2 separate regions of the Zea mays genome follow, and region 2 is linked to region 1. Evidence: chromatin contacts called from public Hi-C data. All regions are on one chromosome and are shown on one strand. The core of a region is the stretch at or near the end of the contact, and the rest is flanking DNA. Distances in the headings are between cores, read along the strand shown. Region 1 has its middle 61 kb from the start of LOC103629382. Region 2 has its middle 23 kb from the start of LOC100277773.

Region 1 (3,285 bases), core at 517-3,016:
TTTCAACATTTTAATGCTATATTAAGTATTAATAGACCTTGTTTGCATGTAGTCTAATTTCATCATCTCATTAATGCATACAACAATATTTTTACTCATTATGATTTCATCCATGACTTAGATTGCAGGTCAGTGATCAAGTCTCCATTGCCGAGGATATAACGGCGATTCGAATTGATTTACCCAGCTGGGGATCCCTAACCACACGACATATGTAGCACTTAACCCTTGCATATGCCAACCCGCCCCTTGCTATCTCAAGACTAGACCGGGTTCACGCCAACCGAGAGCACAATTACTCCACTGTCCAGCCTCTTGCCACGGAGGGTACACGCTACTCTCGCCATCTCTCCACTCTCATTGTGTGGCAGCCTTTCTGGTATTGGTCAAGCTGAAATTAGGCTTACCCTGTCCCATACCAGGTCATGTGGCTAGTTAATATAGTCCTCGATCATCAAGCCTACATTTCCTATAATCCTTAATCAACCTGGGCAGAACATCATGTGTTCCTAGCCCAAGTTTCGATTTAAGTATTTTCATCCTTTGGACTTATTTGTGTATCTTAGGATGATTAAAACGTCACAGGGAACCTTGCATTACATCTCCCCATGATCCAGGTGAAAATATTCTTGTAGGTAGAGCCATCCTTCCTCAGGATAAACCCTGAGCTAGGCATTAGTGCAAAGGACAAACACTATTTGTAAAAAATGTTTGATACTTCCAAAGAAGTATCTATAACAGGAATGTGTATCAAGGTAGTCTATGCATCAAATAGTTTCCAAGCAATTCCTATAAACTTAATGCACATTTCACTAGACTTAAAGTGTATAAAAGTCTTTTTTAAAAAACAAGGAAATGGACAAATGCACCGAGGCTTTCCTTTGTTGCAGAGAAGAGATTCTAGATCCTTCTACCCAACCTTGAGTTAGACAGCTCCATCCACTTGATGAGCAGACATTGGAGTAGACTTCTCCTTCGAACATCACTTCTTCTAGGTGTTCTACAAGTCAATTACAAATATATCAATGCTTATGTAATGGTATGAAATGCAAACTCTCATAAGGAGAGGTGGGGAACAGAAACACTACAAACTAAAGCACATGACAAGTATACACATACTTTATATATGACTTAAGCAGGGATTCATCTCTCTTTCTCTGAACTCCATAAGCTACAACTACAAGCTTAAACCATCCATGGGCTAGGACACATTATACTTACTCCAAGATTAGATCTCAATAGGCACTCTTGCTTCTTGTCCAAAGATCAGGTTTCCCTTGTTAAACTTGTTCCTTCTTCTAAATTTTTAATCCACAGGTGATTATGGATTTCTAATTATTCTAATTAGGGACTTTACAAGGATTTCTGAGAAAATGGCTTCCAAACAGCCTCCAATTTTTACCAAGTACTCATATGGTGCTAACAAAGTTCTCCAAAACTTTTCATAATATTTGGTCTTATATTCTTATTTCTAAAATTTATTTACACCCTCCAAGAGCACTATTAAATTCTCTTAAGATTTGATAATTGCTCCAAAAATCTCAAACTATTTTTACCAGAGAACCCATGAATTTATACACCTAATGAAATTGGTCTCATTATTTTTGGACTTTTCAACAATCTTTGCCAACATTTCCAAACTTTCTGATAATAGAAAAACAAAACTTTAAACAGTTTTGGACCCAAACTACTGGCGTGGCCCAAAACCCCAGGCACAACCGGCCCGCGGTCAACAGCCCGCTCCCGCGCTGGCAAACTTGCACAGAGAACCCCGCGCTCCGATGAAATCAACCCACCCCCGATCCACTGTTGGTCTGTCTCGCTGACCATCACGTTTAGACCCTTCGGTTTCGGTTCATTTACAATCTCCCATCCACGACACGGCCGCCTTACTCCGACAATCCGGCGATCATGGCCGCGACGGCGCTGACCTCAGGCGTCTTCTAATCGCTAGTAACATGTGTCCCCGACTAACCCGGATTGACCACGAAGCGTTCACCCCGCGCCAAGCACCAGACCTCACTGCCCACAACACCAGTGGCACACCCGACTCGGCGCGCCCGATCCCGAGACACTGTAATGGTAGAGTTCCAATCAAAAGCATAGAGAGCAACAGGGACTCGCCATAACCTTGGTGCTTGCGCGAAATTACTCGGGGAACACACCCGCTGGTCGGTCCACGGCGAGGCTGTTCAAGGCGCCGATCTGTGGCGGTGCAACCCTTGTTTCGGTCACCTGACAATGGTAGAGTTCAAAAGCTGAGTTGCGTGAGCTTCACTGGCCAGTAGAGATCTCAGAACAAGCGTAGCACGGTTGAGAAACCCTCTGTAATTACCTGGCCACGGTGAGGTCAGTGACTTGCTGGGTTTGGTCACCACATAGAGGCTGGCGTTCTTGGTTCTGGACAATTCAACTTTGTGGCAAAGGAGAGGGTAACTCCAGCATGAACACAGGACTGCACACTCCTTGCAGTGATCTATGTGTAGAGCTCAAGGTCAGGGAGAAGAACTTCACTGGTACCAAGTTTTATAGCCTCTAACAAAGGGCACAGGGCAGGTGTCACAAGATTTGGCAACCATGCAGTGAAGAAATGCTTTCCCAAGTTGCCAACACCACAGGGACTCCAATATATGGCTCTCATGCACTACTATCACGTAGGTTCACATCACAGCCCAAATACAATGAATTTGGTTTGTCTCACACCACCATAATATCCGTTTTGTCTCAACTGCAGACAGGAAAAGGCAGCTGAGAACCCATTGGTGGATAAGCACTAAAGGGATCCAAGGTTTGATATTTCGTACATGGAAGAGGCTACTAAATTTGTTGTCCAGTTCATCCTAAATATCAGTTTTCAGCAAACAAAACCAACAGGGATTCTGCTGTCCCTAGCTCACTGCTCCAAAACAGTCCAAAATTGATATTTATAGTGCAGAGTAACACATCTAGAACCTGAGTCATGCACTTCATGCATATCTCCATCTAATCAACAAAATAACACCACATTAAGGAGATTCTTCTTTAGTTTCCAACAAATTTTGATTCAACTTCATCAGTCATAGTATCCTATTGCATACCTCCCTATTCAGCCCCCTTTCTCCCCATTCCTATTAAGGACAGACCAGTCCCCTATAATCAAACTTGTTCACTAACTAAGGCTTTTCAAGTTTGTTACAAGAATCTAGGATCCAAACTACATGTATCACAAGTTATGGTGTCTAAACGTCAGCCACATTTCACTAAAAATTCAGTTTCAGAAATCTGAAACAACACCACATAAAGTCT
Region 2 (3,285 bases), core at 459-2,958, 200 kb after region 1:
ATATTTGTACGCAGTATACCGAATTGCATAATTATCTACACAGTGTAGCATATTTAGTATCAGTATATATCATAAAATGGTCATTACGAGTCTAGCTGCATGGCTGTTGCAGCGATCCTAAATTTATGGAGCAAATAAAGCATTTAAAATAGAAACTGTCACACATATATTTCCTAAATTTACGCGCATGTAAGGGAACGTGTTTGACACATGCGTGCATTTTGCCATAATTTTTGGATATGTATAAAAATAGAAACCGCATGTATGTGGCTACCATGTTTTCGGATCTGCCATAAAAATAAGACCGTAATAACAACCTACTAGAGCTATCAACCTCTCACATTAGCTCGGTATTTACGTTTATAATTGAGGGATTTTATACTCAAAACTTAAGGTTTTTACGCTCCAACCCGAAGATGCGTCCACCAGTGAACAACATGCCAGATTTTTTACGCAGTATACCGAATTGCATAAATACCTACACCGTGTAGTATAGTTTATATCAGTATATATCATAAACTAGTTCTAATGTGTTTAGCTACATGGCTGTTGGAGAGATCCTATATTTATGAAGAAATAAAACATTAAATACGATTATTTGTTTCTATGCGTGCAATTCATTTCCTTTCATTGCACATTCTTTCCATCATAAATTCGTGCACATGCAACTGCTAACAGATTTTTATGCACTATACCAAATTGCATAATTATCTACACATTGTAGCATATTTAGGCCCCCTTTGGCAGGGCTCCTAACGGCTTTGGCTCTGGCTCCTCTGGCTTCTTAGCTTCTCTAGAGGAGCCAGAGCCGTTTTGTAATTCATTTGGCAAAACAGCTTCTCACGAGGAGACGGTGGCAGAGACTGTAATTTCATCAAACATTATTGTGTGCCGGATAGAAGGAGCCGGTAGAAGCTTGTTTTCTCGTGCTTCGGCTCCCAATAGAAAAACGGCTCTGGCTCTTTGATGGCTCTTGGTGAGGAGCCGTTTTTTTAAAACCGTTTGGTACGGCTTCACGAAAAGCCAGAAAAAGAGCCACCGAGAGAGCCCTGCCAAAGGGGGCCTTAGTATCAGTTTATATCATAAAATGGTCCTTACGAGTCTAGCTGCATGACTATTGCAGCGATCTTAAATTTATGGAGAAAATAAAACATTTAAAAATAGAAAATGTCACACATATCTTTCCTAAATTTACGCGCATGCAAGGGAACGTGTTTGACTCATGCATGCATTCCTTTTTTGCGCGCACAAACGTGGGGCGGGTGGCACACCCGACAGCCTGGTTGAGTCGACGCGCTGGGTTGAACCACGTTGCAGGGTGGTCGGCCTGGGCTTCCTTTAACTATTGGAAGCACAGGGCTCCCGTTATACCTTATATATATAAAGGGGTACCGTTGATTAAAGCAACCAACAATCGATCTATCAAACCAAATTTACCTTATGCATTAGATCTAGAAGTAGTCTAGTCATGGTTTAGCTTTAGTTATAGTTCCCCAACATCAATCTTCACCTCTCTTCGGTATGTCGTCTAAAGGCACTTTGGATGACCTATCAACACTGAAGCAATCCTACGATCTTTTCTCCTCGACGGGATCTCTCTAGGAGACGAGATCTAAATTCTATATAAAGCCCTCTACATTATCGTGGACGGTCCGCTATCTACACATGTACAGTTCATGCGCTGCAGAGAAGAGCAGAGACGATCCGATGCACATGAACGGCCCGCGCTTCGGTAGAGAGGACCTCAAGGTCCTGTTCCTTGCGAGCAGGCTCTAGATATCGTTGGTGTTTAGCAAAAAGCACGCCAACAATTTGAAACTGTTTGACGTGTTTTTGTGGGCGAATTTTGACAGTTTGACCGAACACCTTTTATTAGCCAAGATGCACTCAGCACCCCGCGTCCATGCACAAGTGTTTAAGATATAATACTTAGTAATACAAGGCAGATATAATACTTAGTAATACAAGGCGGTAGTATTATTTGGGCCAGTTACCAGCGTGGGCTGGACCCTGGAGCCTCCTTGGGCTGGGCCCTAGAGGAGCTCCACCAGCACCCCAGCATCCAAAACGAATGTGAAAAAAAAAGACGAGCCATTTCTTTTCATCAACTAGCACCCATCACTTGTGTTGTGTCCCTTCCTGCTTACTTTTCTTGCTCTCCAGTATCCATCACCATCATTTGGAGAAGCCCTCCCTGCCAAGAACCTCAACATCCTGATGGCTCAGCGTCTGCCACCGATGGAGAAAACACAGATGCCCATCCAGGAAGGAGGATGTCAAAACAGGAGGGATGACTCTGGACTTAGGGTGTGTTTGGTTTGGCTTTTGGCTTTGGCTTTTGCCCCCTAAAAGCCAAAAGCCAAACCAAAGGGCTGGATCCAGAAAGCAGCTTTTTCTAAAAGCTGACTTTCTCGCAGTGCAAAACTGAAAGCACCATTGGACCTGCTTTTAGTGGCTTTTGGATGGAACTGTCCTGCATGCACACTGCAGCATCCATGGCTCTCCACACACCACCACCTACCTGGCCATGCATAGCGACGTTTCAAACTCATGCGTTTTCAAGTTCAGAACTTCAGAGTCTTGGCTTCGTCTAGATTGTTCCTCCTGGTTAGCCGACTACTAGAAATATTTATATATTGACAAATAAAGTGCTTTCTCACTCTCCATTTCTTCTTTTGCTGTCTGTAACTTTGTATCTTACTTTTAACGAGCGACCAGAAGTCCTCTCCAACTGTGTTTAATCTTTCGAATTTCAGTAATTAAAAAAGGAATAAACTACAAGCCACGCACGCAGCCTATCAAAAAAATAATTGGTGTCACATCCACTAGGAAAACACATATATACACCAACAAATGGCAAGCTGACAAGCACACACATCCCTGTTGCATATATCCAAAAGAAGCGAGAGAATCAAATGGTTGTGAGGATCGGAGAAGAAAGAAACCCTTAGATTTCCTTGCAGTCTCCATCCATACACAGGAGTAGAGACTTGTACATCAGTCACTGAGAGATAGATAGAGAGAAGGTTATTGTGTGTATGAGAGTGGATTAGAATCTGATTTCCAAGAGAAGGGCATCGTTATTTCAGACCTAGATAACAGACTCTGTGGGCGCATGGCATGTCTCCTTTCTTTTTTAGTTTCTTTCCTGGCCTTTCTCGCCTTGAGAGGTCTGGATGCTTGGCTAGCTCTAGTATAAATAAATGGGGTTTGGTGCCATGTCTCTTTTCCACATGACGCTCTTCCAACTTCTAGATACATGTCGTCGTCATGCGTACTTGTAGT

What was found. Hi-C and Micro-C count contacts between places; a contact is called where the count stands out from the background.
Region 2: a Hi-C map of leaf shows a contact between it and region 1, with 6 times the contacts expected there. The contact joins two enhancer-like sites. A contact is called at or near these places in 3 of 25 Hi-C or Micro-C datasets (ear, leaf and tassel).

Annotation. Positions count from the first base shown.
Region 1 is chr6:67,523,330-67,526,614 of Zm-B73-REFERENCE-NAM-5.0, forward strand. No RefSeq gene overlaps it. Among protein-coding and RNA genes, the nearest start is that of LOC103629382, 61 kb to the right of the region's middle. Within about 2 kb of position 1,767, at least 19 of the 20 cell types and tissues checked have an H3K27ac peak or open chromatin away from gene starts, as enhancers often do. A contact at or near this core is called in ear, leaf and tassel, where this site is marked.
Region 2 is chr6:67,718,848-67,722,132 of Zm-B73-REFERENCE-NAM-5.0, forward strand. No RefSeq gene overlaps it. Among protein-coding and RNA genes, the nearest start is that of LOC100277773, 23 kb to the right of the region's middle. Within about 2 kb of position 1,709, at least 17 of the 20 cell types and tissues checked have an H3K27ac peak or open chromatin away from gene starts, as enhancers often do. A contact at or near this core is called in ear, leaf and tassel, where this site is marked.